Linked DNA regions of Macaca mulatta: region 1 is linked to region 2. The links are chromatin contacts, called in public Hi-C maps. All regions are on one chromosome and are shown on one strand. Each heading gives the region's core, a stretch centred on a gene start, on an enhancer-like site or on the middle of the called end of the contact. The rest is flanking DNA. Distances are from core to core; before and after follow the strand shown.

What was found. Hi-C and Micro-C count contacts between places; a contact is called where the count stands out from the background.
Region 1: a Hi-C map of fetal cortex germinal zone shows a contact between it and region 2, with 2.9 times the contacts expected there. The contact joins the promoter of FNTB here to the promoter of CHURC1 in region 2. A contact is called at or near these places in 2 of 14 Hi-C or Micro-C datasets (fetal cortex germinal zone and liver).

The regions. Positions count from the first base shown.
Region 1 is chr7:138,084,593-138,087,935 of T2T-MMU8v2.0, forward strand. It overlaps FNTB (farnesyltransferase, CAAX box, beta), which reads left to right and starts at 1,404. Exons shown (of 12, transcript NM_001257705.1): 1 at 1,404-1,638. The coding sequence starts at 1,495.
Region 2 is chr7:138,012,892-138,016,149 of T2T-MMU8v2.0, forward strand. CHURC1 (churchill domain containing 1) reads left to right here and starts at 1,681. Exons shown (of 4, transcript XM_028851614.2): 1 at 1,681-2,062. The coding sequence starts at 1,910.

The DNA of each region.
Region 1 (3,343 bases), core at 154-2,653, 71 kb after region 2:
GTGAAATGCTCTGAGCAGGAAGCTTGTCTCCAAGTGTACCCGGAATGTCTGTTATTAACATACCTTCTATAACCTCCTACATACAACTCCCCCAGTTTAATATCTTGGTATTATAATTTTTGGTGTAGTACTTTTGATGCATGCCCTAAAATAATACTCAGGAGGCTGAGGCAGGAGGGTCACTTGAGCCTATGGTTTTTGTTTTTGTTGTTTTGTTTTTTGAAACAGGGTCCCGCTCTGCCACTCAGGTTGGAGTGCAGTGGCACAATCATAGCTCACTGCAGCCTCGACTTCCTGGGCTCAAGGGATCCTCCCACCTTAGCCTGCTGAGTAGCTGGGACTACAGGCATGCGCCACCACGCCCAGCTAATTTTTTTGATATTTAATAGAGATGAGGTCTTGCTATGTTGCCCAGGATGTTCTAACTCCTCAAGTGATCTTCCTGCCTCAGCCTCCCGAAGTGCTGGGATTACAGGCATGAGCCACTGTGCCCAGCACATGTCTTCTAAAAGTTGCTGTTTCTTCCTTCTCAGGAGTTCTTTCCCATACTGTTCTTCTGGATGACTCCTCGTCATCCTTCGGATCTCAAATGAAAGGTCACTTAGAGAGGCTTGGCCTGACCATACAATTCAATTAGTTTCCTACCCCTTTAGTCTCTTTCATAGACCCTGCTATTTTCCTTCATATCATTTATCACAAGACTTCATACATTTATTGCGTTGGATACATTCAATTCTGTCGATTTTCTTAGAATGTAAGGTTCCCAAGGGCAGGGACTTTGTTTTGTTCACTTTTGTATTCCTAGGACCTAGCACAATGCCTGACACATAGCAAGTGTTCCGTAAATATCTGCGGACTGACTGACTGTTTCACTTATCCTTGTTCCTTCTACTGCATTTCAGTTCTTGCTACTGCAATGTAACCTCCAAGAGGTAGGAGAAAATCATAATGCCCCCCTCCCTCCATCACTGAATTACTGAGACGGCGTCCTTGCACGTTTGAGCAGCTACTGCCTTCTCCTGGGAGGCTGTCAAGTACCCCAAGGTGCACAATAATTCTATTAGTAATAGCGTGACTGAGGCAATCAGTAGAGCTGTCAGAAATGCTTTCAAACTTACATTCATTGGGTTCTTGGGCACCTGAAACTGCAAGCGACTGCATTACAATTAAGTGAGAAATAGCAGAATGTTAAAGTTCTTTTTAACAATTTGCATAACAAACCGAGGCGTCCTACGCCATCTCTCTGAAATGAAATTCGGATGTAGACACCCTTGCGCTTCAGGACTCTGAGCTCTTGCAGCAGCGCCTCTGCCCAACGGCGGGCGGCAGCATCTCAGTACTCACTCTAAAGACTTGTAGGTGGGAGGAGAGATTCGCGTTCAAAATCTTTTTGCCTCTATCCGCTCGCCGTAGCGCCTTAGCCCGCTCGAGTTTCAATGCGCGTTGTTGCTTAACGAAGCTGAGTCCTACACACTGTCCGCTGCTCTCCTGATCATGGCTTCTCCGAGTTCTTTCACCTACTATTGCCCTCCATCTTCCTCCCCCGTCTGGTCAGAGCCGCTGTACAGTCTGAGGCCCGAGCACGCGCGAGAGCGGTTGCAGGACGACTCGGTGGAAACAGTCACGTCCATAGAACAGGTGAGGTGGCAGGACTGGGCGAGGCACCCGCGCGGGGTGTTCTGGGAGCGGGAGTCCCGTTCGCAGGGCCGCCCGGGTGCGGAACTCACCGGGGAACTACGACTCCCACAGCGCACCGGGGCGCCTTCCCTCTGGGAAGCTCCGGGCGCCCAGGCTTGGGCTTCGTCGTGGAGCGTTTGCGCGGCCAGGTTGGGGAAGGGTCGTTTCAAGGTTGGGCTTGGAGGAGTGGGCAGTAGCCGGGTCCCTTCTGCCCTAAAGAACGAGGAGAATCGTGTTCTACGTCTGGAGAACAGAGGCAGCCCAGGCGGGTCGGATAGCCCACTCCGTTCTGCCAGTACTTCGGGAGGTTCTGGGGTGCACAGTGCACTTTTCCCAACCTGCTCTCAGCTTCTGGAGGCAGAGAGGAGAGAAGGGCCAGGCCGCTGTCATGCCGTTTCACGATCTGTTTGATTTTTGACCTGCAGTGCCAGGTTTGGGGGCCTGCCTCGTGGGTGGGCATTTTGGTAGTCATTCAGCCACTTGAGCACCAACTACGTGTCGGACACAATATTAAACGATGGAAGTACAAGGAAATAGCCCCTGTGGGGACAGGCAGGAAAACAGAGTTTGGAAAGTGCTCTAACAGAAAGTATGGATTTTGGACTACTAATCATTCCCTAAGGCCTAGAAGTAGGATCGAACCTATCATTTAGAAAAGTGTTTGGGGAATGATTCATATGCCCAAAACCATAGTTTTGTTTTTCTATTTATTCCCTGATTGGAATTGTTCCCAAGATTGTTATGTGGAACTGTGTATCCATCTGTCGGTAGGAGAAGTGGTTAGGATGATTCTTAACACTAATAAATGAACATCCTGCTTCTTACTGAAATAAGATCTCTTAGTGAGGTCAGTCTCCAGGCTTCACCTTGGCGAGACCTGTTTTGTATTTCATACTTGAAGTTGGAAGCCTGTACTTTGGCAAAATTAGTAACAATAGTTGTTATATTGTACAGTTATGACTAGAATTATAAATTTATAACAGAAACAAAGGCTTGATACATGATGATTCACAAAGTAGCAGGGAGAATATTTTAACTGGAGATTTAAACTTATGGAATTTAGGGGAGTAAAGGAAATCCTCACCTCTTGAAACTAGCTAACTCTCCTGGTTGGGTTGCCTACCAGTGTGTCCCAGGGAAGGCTGACTGCAAAAGATTGTAAAGAAATTTCCCACTGATGAAAAACCTGGAGGATTTTTGCAGAAGTCCTAAATGATGGATTGCTGAGTGATTCGGGTCAAGTGTTTTATTTAATATCTGACCATAGACTGTCAGATTGCCCTTTTTTTTTTCGAGACGGGGTCTTGCCCTGTCACCAGACTGGGATGTGGTGGCACGATCTCGGCTTACTGCAATGCAACCTCCGCCTCCCAGGTTCAAGCGATTCCCCTGCCTTAGCCTCCAGAGTAGATGGGACTACAGGCGCCCACCAACACGCCTGGCTAATTTTTGTATTTTAGTAGAGACAGATTTCACTGTGTGGCCAGGCTGGTCTTGAACTCCTGACCTCAAGTGATCTGCCCTCCTTGGCCTCCCAGGGTGCTGGGATTACAATCATGAGCCACTATGCGTGGTGCAAGCATCTTTCAAATCTAGACCCAACGGTATGGCAGACAGTAAAGAATCTTATATTTCTTTTTCGTGTTGTTATTCCAGCACACATTAT
Region 2 (3,258 bases), core at 431-2,930:
ACTCTGCCTTAAAAGAGAGAAAAAAAGAATAGACTAGCCCTGTCCAATAGGAATATGAGAGTTACATGTGTAATTTTTAATTTTCTAGTAGCCACATTTAAAAAAGCAAATGAAATTAATTTAATAATACATTTTTATTTAACCCAGTATGTCAAAAATTATTTCAGCATTATCATATAAATTTATTAATGAGATTTTTATATTTTTTACTAGTAAATCTTCCAAATCTAGTGTGCAGAATGTACTTACAGCACAATCTCAGTTCAAACTTGCTGTATTTAAAGTGCTTCATAGTCATAAGTGGCTAGTGCTACTGTATTAGAAAGAAATTGAGCCAAGGATAGCAATAGAGTCTTAGCGCTGGCTGACTACTGAGTAGTTTTACCATAGACAAGACCTTTAACCACTCACTTCTGTGGTTTCCTTATCTGAAAAGAGGAGGCATATTTTTCTTACCAACCACATAGGGTTGTAATAGCATAAAATCAGAAACTGAAATGAGGACACTTTTGAAAGGTTGAAAATGTCATACAAATGGGAGGCATTATAATTATTCTAAGAATAAAGTAAACTCTGATGGCTGTAGTTCATGCAGTGTTTCTTAGCACACCTGTGATTTTTAGTAACTGTTGCAGGTACTTACTAGAAGTTGAAATACTAAAGGTTACAATTTCAGTGCTTCTGTGGAAAAATAATTCCCATATTAGCAAGCCCAGTTAAACTAGTGTGCTTTGAAATGGTTATTAATCTCTTCTTTAAGGAATCTGGATCCCAGAGTCTCCCATGCTCCCCAATCTTTCTTCACTGACATGACAGCAATAAAGCAGGGCTGAGGGAGGATGTTGATGTTCCCATTGGAGTAGAGAAGTGTGATGAAGACACATTGTTCAGAAGCAAAGACAAACTTCGGAGATTCGTATGCAAGTTAATTAGATGGTTGCGAATAAATAAGATGCTTTCAACACAGAGAGAAAGGATGAGGCGGGGCGCCAATCACAAGCATTTTGAGATCCACAGGATTGGGAAATGATGCAGGAACAACTGACCTGGTCATTTGTCTATTTAACTAGTCCTTGCCCGCCACTGAGGTGCTTCTGTGACACCTGAGAGAGATAGAAATACGGTACCCGTTGCTATGTCCTCCAGAGGACTTCGGAATGGCCAATTATGACTAATATTTTAAGTGTTCTTTGAAGAGATTTTCTGCAGCACTCTGGGTGTCTCTTCCCAAACACTTCAGTTACTGTTTATTCACCTGCTGAGATCTATCTAGTCTCTTATTCATTCTCATTGCCTTAAGAAATGGTACAGAAAGGTATTTATTAACATTTCAGATTTGTATATGTGGTAGCGAGAAATAATTCCCTTTCTTGTGTGTTGTGATTTTCCTTTCTTATCAGCCTAAGCTCAGGAAGGTGTCTATGAGAACTTCGCTCAGCCCAAGATCCACCTTCCCTTCCCGTCACATCTGTCAGTGCACACGATTTCTTCCTCTTTCTCGGAAGGAGTTCTGAAGCCCCACCCTTTGCCGACGCAAGGTGCCAAGGAGACTGTGCCCTGCCTTGACAACAGTTGCTAAGGGGCAGAGACTTCGGCTCGGTTCCCTAGACGGAATATCCAGGAGTCGAGTAGTTGGGCGCATGCGGCAACCATATCTCAGCTCTCGCGAGGTTTCGTCTTCCCGGAAGCGTTGGAGGGCGTTCCATGTTGACCTCGTCGCGATGTGTGGCGACTGTGTGGAGAAGGAATATCCCAACCGGGTGAGCGACTGGGCGCTCCCTTGGCCCGCGGCCGGCCCCCGAGGTGTCTCACACCCCAGGCTGGCCTTCCCAGATAGGCCGTTCGCGGGGCGGACTTGGCCGCACTGCCTGTCCCGGTGACCCGGTAGCGGTATTTAGGCACACGGGGGATGGCCTGTGGCGGTCAGCGCCTCTGGTCCCCGCCCTGGCGGCTGACCTCAGCTGTCGTGGCCGTTCTCTTGAGCTCCAGGGAGCAACAGAGGAACCCCACCACCGCCACAAACCCGGTCGACAACCGAGGGACTCCCTCACCCCCACTACCGGTATCATCCTCAAACTCGATTTGATGAAGTTCAATTTTCTTACCGAATTCTAGCGCTGGAGGGGACCTCTGAGGTCATGTGTTCTAACACTTTTGCGGATGAAGAAACCAGTGCCCAGAGAGGGGAAATCACTTGCTGAAGTTTACATTCTGGATGAGAGCCAGGACTAGAATTTAGGTTTCCTGCCTGTTACTACCTTTTAAATCTCAGTTACTTTCAGGTTCAAAGCTTGTCTATTCTCATTTATTCAAGGCATCCTTGTTGAACATTTATATATGTGTAGTTAGATTACTTTGCTAGGCCAGAAAGGAATTATTTCTCCTCTCTTTGAGACAGGGTCCCACTGTTGCCCAGGCTGGTCTCAGATTCCTGGGATCAAACTATCCTCCCGCCTTGGCCTCCGAAAATGCTGGGATTAATGGCATGAGCCACCGCGCCCAGCTGGATTCTTTATTTCAGAGAAGAAATTAAAAGGCAGCTTTGGTGCTGCCTAACAGCTTACAGTTTTGGGAAGTATGTGACTAACAAAAATGAGTACCTCAGTTCAGAAATGCTATTCAAGTTTAGGGAAAGAGGAGGGCAATAGGAGATAGTGCTGTTCTCCCCTGAGAAAAGGTGGACATCATCTAAGGCTTGAAGGGCAGTTGTGATTAGGGTAGAAAAGAAGGTGAGGAGCTGGAGGATGGGGGACAATTACAGGAATGGAATTTGTGCATTGGTTGGGAGGGAGAAAACCTCTGTAGTTGCTTATGTCTTAGTATCTTATGGGTAATACTTAGGCTTTTGAGTAGCTTGTATAGCAGTATGAATTCTCATGGTACAACTACTTTGAAAAAACGGGTGAGCCTTATAAAACACAGAAATGACCCAGCGATTCCCATTCTAGAAAATGCATGTGTATATGCTTCTGAAGACCTATAAATAAGAGTGTTCATAACAGCATTATTTTTGTAGTAGATTGGAAAAGTAACTGTGATATATTCATTAGAATGGAACACCATTAATGAATGAGGAATGGAAATGAATGAAAGAGCAGTAGTTCTCTACCAGGAGTGATTTTTGCCTGTTAGACATTTGGCAATATCCGGAGACATTTTTTGGTTGTCAAAAGGTGAAGTACTACTGACTTCTAATGGGTGGTGCAAGGGATGCCCCTTAACATCCTGCAATACATGGGACAGCCACTACAACAAAGT